Linked DNA regions of Gossypium hirsutum: region 2 is linked to region 1. Evidence: chromatin contacts called from public Hi-C data. All regions are on one chromosome and are shown on one strand. Each heading gives the region's core, a stretch centred on a gene start, on an enhancer-like site or on the middle of the called end of the contact. The rest is flanking DNA. Distances are from core to core; before and after follow the strand shown.

Evidence for each region. A called contact is a pair of places that touch in the nucleus more often than the background predicts.
Region 2: a Hi-C map of leaf shows a contact between it and region 1, with 2.4 times the contacts expected there. The contact joins the promoter of LOC107903817 here to the promoter of LOC121216750 in region 1. A contact is called at or near these places in 3 of 34 Hi-C or Micro-C datasets (all in leaf).

Annotation. Positions count from the first base shown.
Region 1 is chrD05:53,229,899-53,233,378 of Gossypium_hirsutum_v2.1, forward strand. LOC121216750 (isochorismate synthase 2, chloroplastic) reads right to left here and starts at 1,809. Exons shown (of 14, transcript XM_041092149.1): 1 at 1,420-1,809. The coding sequence starts at 1,794. It overlaps LOC121216751 (a long non-coding RNA gene), which reads right to left. Exons shown (of 2, transcript XR_005912934.1): 1 at 3,343-3,480; 2 at 2,729-3,042.
Region 2 is chrD05:53,409,571-53,413,485 of Gossypium_hirsutum_v2.1, forward strand. LOC107903817 (ethylene-responsive transcription factor ERF070) reads right to left here and starts at 1,534. Exons shown (of 4, transcript XM_041092162.1): 1 at 676-1,534; 2 at 534-572. The coding sequence starts at 1,354. The coding sequence ends at 926.

The sequences.
Region 1 (3,480 bases), core at 559-3,058:
ACACCCAAAAAGATTTCCATTTTTTTTTTCAGGCATCGATGCTACCACACATGGTGACACCAAAAAAAAATCAATTTTTTTTTGTACACTTAACACCAATGCTGCCACAAAACTAGGTGACACAAAAAAAAATTCAAAATTTTTTAATAAAATCACCGGCACTGCCACATAACCTGGCGGTACAAAAAACTTAAATTAAAAAAAAAACACACCGATGCCACCACACTGCCTAGAGGCATCAAAATAAAAAGTAATAATTTTTCCTAACATGGGTGCTGCCAATGAGAACGGCGGCACCCAAAAGTATCTGACATGACTTTTTTTATTTTAACACGGATTTTTTTAAAACAAAATTATCTGGTGTCGCTAAAGAAAATAATGACATTCATTAAAATATTTTTTTCCTTTTCTTCTAGAATACCCGTATTTTTAATGAGTATATAGAAAAATGCACACTGATGTCCCCAATGGGAATGAATGCACTAAAAAAAAATTTCTTTCCAAAACCAGCAATCATTGGATAATGATAAGAGAGAATGCCACCAATGGCAATGGCAACACTGATGGTCATTGTAGAAAACAAGCAATACTAATGGTCATTGTAGAAAACAAATCATTTTCCTACAAAATTTTACATCTAAATTATTTTTGTAATTAATCAATTTTTTGGATCAATTATTAAAAAAGAAGCTGATTTTGATGCTTCTATTTCGTCCAACTTTTAATATATATCCCCGTCAATTTTATCATCTTTCAATTATTTTACTTTTCGTACACTACTAAATTATTACTAAATTTATATTTAAACAAAATTATAAAATAAATATTAAATTATTTAAAAATTTTTATTTATATTACTCTGTTGTTAAATTTATTACTGTATGCCTTTTCTATTTGCATCAGCGATATCAATTGAAAGCTCTCTTTTTCATTCTCTACAATTTGTTTTCATGAAACAATTTTAATGTCACAAATTTACGAATTAAAATCCAAAAATCTTTCTTTTCCGATATTTAAAACTGATCGTAATATCGACTTGGATCTAGGATATTTTTTTTACTCATCGATGAGTATTGATCCATCATACCAATCATCCAATCGTACCTTAGAACTTACAAACTAAATTTTAAAAAATGAATTAAATAAAAACATTCAAATAATTTAATTACCATCTTATAATTTTTTAAAGTTAGAATACTAAAAACATAAACTTAATTATAATTTAGTTGAGTGAAGTTACATGTAATTTTTTTTGTGGATGAAGGGATAAGGAAAATGGAAGAAATGCCACAACCAACCACGTAGCAACAACCCATAATCTCGGAGATAACGACAGAAAGAAATTAGCAAATCTTTGGTGTTCCTGGATGTAGACTAGTATTTGGACCATGTTTAATTATGAAGGAAGGGAAAGTTTACCTGAAGTCGAAGAATGCCAGAGGTAAGAGGAGGAGGGCTGCATTTCAACTCTCTAATGGCTACACTCAACCTCTCCATCGCCTTTGATGGAGATGGAACGACAGTTAATGTGCGCGTCTCTATGCTGCCTATAGGGAGTTTGGGGTCTCCTTCGCACCCATTCATCCATGCTACTACTCTCCTAGCCTCATTTCCAAACATTCCTTTTCCGTAAATTAGAAAGAAGACAGAAAGTATAGAATTACGTTGTGAAACACTGGGAGGAAATAGATGGAATGAGTGTGAAGGGAATAAAATAAATACTGATGCATTATTCGTTTCCAAATTTTTCTTTTCTTCCACCTGTTCAATGAAAATCTCACCAGCCAATCCCATTGCATGAAAAAATATTAAATGGGCCCTTTTTATCATATTATCTATTGTCTTCGTCTGCTTCCTTTCTTTTTAATTGCCCAGTCATGTAAATTTCTGTTGTCTTCATCTGCTTCCATTCTTTTTCTTTTTCTCGGTTCTTGTACTGTTTTACACAAAAATCCCGTTTTTTAAATTAATTTTTGGATAAGCCCGGTTTTTTTTGTAAAATTACAGGATTGAACCGAAATAACGAAAACGATTTCAACCTATTCTTATTTAACAATATTATGTTGAAAATTCTATATTAAGTAAAAAATTAAAATGATTATCAAACACATTTGAAATATTAAATGTTGAAACTTTTTATTTTCAATGAATTTTTTTCAATTGTTTACCAAACACACACACTGGGATAGTTTTTATTTAATAAATTATAATTAATAGACTTACTTATATGAAATAACTATAAATTTACTAAAATTTTCGACAATATGTTGTTAGGGAGAATTAATTTAGAAAAAAATGTACTTCATAATTATGATTGTTGCTGTTATAAGTGAAAAGTTGTTATAGAATGTTAAAATAAAACATATAACATGTGGTTGTTATAGAGAAAGTTGACTGTAATAGTAATAGTAGTAATTGCTATTGTTGTTAGTAGTAGTAGTAGTTTATAACGTTGGTATGTAATAATATTTTATTATGTAGAAAGTCTAACTAAATATAATTATTAGCGAATAGATGTATTGTAAAAATATAACTTTTGTACGTAAAGTTAAAGATATAACTTTATATAAGTTACTTTCAAAATAACACAACCCGGTAAAAATGTATCTTATCGAAAGATACATCCATATGAAAATATATCTCATGAAAAGATACACCTATTAGATGTCTATATAAAGGACTTTTTTATTAGTCTTTTTTACTATTCTACTTGTTGAGGGTTTTGTTGTATCTTGAAAGCATTTTTAAATTTTTAAGGGAATGTATTTACACGCTTTAAAACTGTTATATTTTAGTAATATTGTTTTACTTTTCTTATTTCAATTTTTCTATTTAACTTTTGTAACAATTGTAATAAGCCCAATTGGCCCGGGCCCTTTATAAAACAAAAATGGGCCGTCCAAGCCCAATAATCCTAAACCTAGCCCAACTAACATCCCAAATTCCCCAAACCCTAGCCGCATGTTTGCTCAGCGCCTCCAGCACTCTCTAGTTGCCGCACGTCTCGGAGCCTCTTCCCTGCGCCGTAATCTCCACGAATACCTGCATAACAGATTCAAAGAGTCCAATAGAGAAATAATAGGGTAAAGAAATCAGTTTCGGGCTATATATAAAGCCGTGTTATTCTGTAAAAGAGGGGGAATTTTCGGTAAAAGATATATGAAAATAGAGGGGAAAATACAAAGAAAAACTGAATACCAGTACTTTTCTTCGAATACAAGGGTGATTTTTATTTCGTTTTACTTTGTAGTGTTGTTGTTCTTTCATTCTTATTTGAATATATACATATATTTTACATATTTTTTTTTATTTTTTTACTTAAAATAAAAAAGGAAAGCCTACCTTTTCGCCGGAGCCACCGTGCCGCCACCATCTCCGTCGCAATCAAGGCTTGGGTGAAGGAGCAGGTGATCGACGACGCTAAAAAGGTTGAAGAAACCCTAGCAGGGTGAATAAAAGGGCAGCATTTAGTTTTATTTT
Region 2 (3,915 bases), core at 284-2,783, 180 kb after region 1:
GGCATTCCTGCTCCTTTCAAAAGCACCTTAACCAATAATGAGAACACAAGTTACAAACATCACATTCACATAAACTCCATCCATAGATCCACTCGACGAATTGAGCTTCTTGCTTTGAAATTTAACCATTTTATATCCTATAAAATTACTTCTGGTCTAAATTTCAAAAACATTCGCTGTACTCTATCAGTAATGGGGAAAGTGCATAATTAACTTAAACATCTATATTTGATAAGTACTAAGAATCCCAATTGCTTCAACTTTCACTCATTTACAAATCAATAACTATTCATTCACTTCTATATTAGAAGACAAAAAAATCCTTAAAAATCTACCGACTTTAGAAATTTAACACAAATTGATCGGTGATAGAATAAAAATTTCCAATAACAAGAGTCAAAATATGTACAAGAAAACAACTGACGTGATGGCTACCTCCAAGAACTCAAAGTAACATAAAAGAACATAAAAACAAAAATGGTAAAGAAAATTTCAAAGAAACAAAAACCAAGTCAAAGCAAGGACATATGTACCTTTAGCAGATTGGTTTTCTTTGCTTTACATTCTTCCACCTGAAAAAAAAAACAAAATATGAAATAATCGCGTTGCTCGTGGCAGTTCAATTTCTGACACCATTTTTAAGGTTTACAAGAGGAGAAAGGATGGTGAAATTACCTTGAACTTTGAACGCTTCTTCAAATTTAGTTAACAAAAATCGTTAGTTCTAGTTTACAAAGTAGGAAATGGTGTTAAAAAAGATGTACAATATCATGATCCGATGAAGGAGAAAACAAGAGGAACAAATGTTCGCAGGTTATTACATGCATAAAGTCAAAGATACAAAAACTAAAAAGCCCTAATAACATAAACATCGAGAACACCAAAGGGCAAAAGGGGATAAAGAAGGTTAACATTTACAGAAAATTCAGGACTGAACAGCGTTGCAATCAAGCAACTTAAAGTTAGTAGGAGCGTTAGGTCCACGCAGCTTAACCGCCGCTTGATCATAAGCAACGGCAGCTTCTTCCGCCGTATCGAAAGTCCCCAGCCAAAGCCTCATCCTCCTTCCGTCCCTAATCTCCGCCGCCCATCTCCCCCACGGCCTTTGTCTAACCCCTCGGTACCTCTTCACCTTGCTCTGGCTCGACCCAGCTATTACGTCGTTCTCTTTTGTCGAAACTCCGATAGTGATTTCGTTGACAAGCTTTTTCTTCGGTCGCTTTTGGATTTTCTTCGGAGAGGCCGCTTCTTCGTCGCTGGAAGAGTCGGTAGCGTCGGCGTCGGTAACGGTAATTCGGACAATTCGCCGGGAAATCGGTTGTTGGGGTTTTCCGTTCGGCTGCGGCGGCGACATAATTTTAGGGTTGTTTTTTTTTATAATTTTTTAAATGAGAAAGAAGGTGAAATTATTTGGTTCATATTTAAATTTATTTTTTGTGTTGGAATATTCTTTTGAATTAAACCGTGCAGCGTGCCATTCCGGCACTTCCACCAGTACGCTCCTACATAAAAAGTTTACAAAATGCTTATAGGTTACCGGTTAAAATAGAGATTTTAAGAATTTTGATACAATGTTTGAGGTTTGGTTATATTGATAATAAAAATAAAAATAAAAATAAAAATAAAAAAGTTTTAGGTATTTTGATAAATTAATTATTTTGGTAAAATGTTAGATATTTTAGTAAGTTCATATAAAAATTGATAAATTGATAGAAATATTGATAAAATCTTAGATAATTTGGTAAATCCAAAAAAATATGGGTAAATTCATACAAATTATGATAAAATCATTAGAAATATTGATAATTGTTAAGATTTGGTATACCATTAGAAATTTTGAAAATATTAGTAAAATCTTCAAATATGTTGATAAATCCTTAGAAATATTGGTAAATCTTTAGATATATTGATAAGTCATTGGATATTTTGGTAAAGTTAGAGAAATTTTGGTACTTGTTAAGATTTGGTATAAGGTTTAGAAAATCTGGAAGTATTTGTAAAATTTTAGAAATTTTGGTAAATCGTTAGATATTTTTGTGAAACATTAAAAATTTTGGTAAATCATTAGATGTTTCGGTAAAACCTTAAAAATTTTGATAATTTGTTAGACATATCGGTAAATCCTTATAAATTTTGATAAACTGTTAGATATATTTGTAAATCGCCAAATATTTTGGTAAATTCATAGAAATATTGGTAAAGTTTCAAAAATATTGGTAAATCGATGGAAATTTTGATATATTGTTAGATATTTTGGTAAATTCTCAGAAATATTGGTAAATTGTTAGATTTATTGGTAAGTCCTTAGAAATTTTGGTAAATCATTAGATATTTTGGTAAAGTCATAGAAATTTTGGTATTTGTTAAGACTTCACATGGTGTTTAGAAAATTTGAAAATATTGGTGAAGTCTCATAAATATTGATAAAAAGATAAAAATTTTGATAAATCGTTAGATATATATTGGTAAGTTCTTAGAAATATTGGTAAAGTCATAGAAATTTTGGTAATTGTTAAGACTTGATGTAGAATTTAGAAAATTTGGAAATATTAGTAAAATCTTAGAAAATATTGGTAAAATGATAGAAAATTTGGTAAATTGTTAGATATTCTGGTAAATGTAACACCCCAAACCTAGCATAGGAGTTCAAGCCAAATCTGGACGGGTTGCACCAACGTATTGAAAATTGATTTCAGTAATTATTCAGAAAATATTCAAAACTTTACTTGATTCGTGGTGAAAACTCTTTTCAAAGTTTCACGTTGAGAATCAAAATTCATTTTGTCGACTTGAGTGATTTTGTAGTTTAGTGTTAGAAATTATCAACTACTGATGAATTTAGCAAAAACTAATACGAGCTCAGAAATAGATTACAAACTCAAAAGACCAAAATTTTTTTTACATTATTGCAAAACAATCCTAGCTCCCACACACCATCCGGTCCAAAGTTAGAGACTTACTTGAACACACAAAGACAAAACAAAAGGTGAGCTATAAAGCCCAGTGTATAACCAACATCAATTATAGTTAACAAAACATAGTATATAAATCAGAATAAACACAGCGAATCTAATAGCAAGTGTAATATAATAGAACAACACAACCCAACTAGAACAGGACAAAGCAGAACAAACAGAACAGAGCAGAGCAGAATAGGACAGAACAAAGCAAAACCAAACAGAGCTATGCAGAGGATGTGTGTTATGCAGATGCGGTATTTTTCAAACAAATCAGAATATAGATTTATCATAAAACATCCTACCCAACTCCACTACATACCAAAATAAAGTTCCCCCAAAACTTGTCCAGCCGAATCACACTAATAGATAATTGTGTTCAATGCTACCAGTATTTTGCAATTAAAACTGCTAGATTAAATACATGTGGTCAAGCCACTATAGCGCAGGCAAGCTGCTAGAACAGAATTGTGGATAAACCACTAGATAATGCAGATTATTAAACTGCAAAAAATTTCCTCCTTTCACATCATCCCAAATCCCATGCAGTATGTCATGGTATGCACATACAGAGTTAGTGTAATAAGTATGTAGGTCATGCTATCAAACTATAACAGAATCAGTAGGCATGAGAGTCCATGCTTTGTAAAACAAATTTATCAAACCTCAGCAGATCACATCAGATTGTCATGAAGTCACATGCATGGTTATATATATATGAATCAATATCAATCGATTCAACATATTTGGATATCACATTTTCTTAATCAACAGAGTGACGTAGAGGCGTACCATCAAACTTAATAGAATACAGATCGTACCTGGATAGTTCGCATGCATTAAGAAAAAGCACATTACGTTCTGATAAGCCCTACTTATTTAGGTTCAAACATAGCAGATATATGTACAGATCACAAGTTGTTCATCATCAATGTAACAACCTATTTTCAGTTAAATC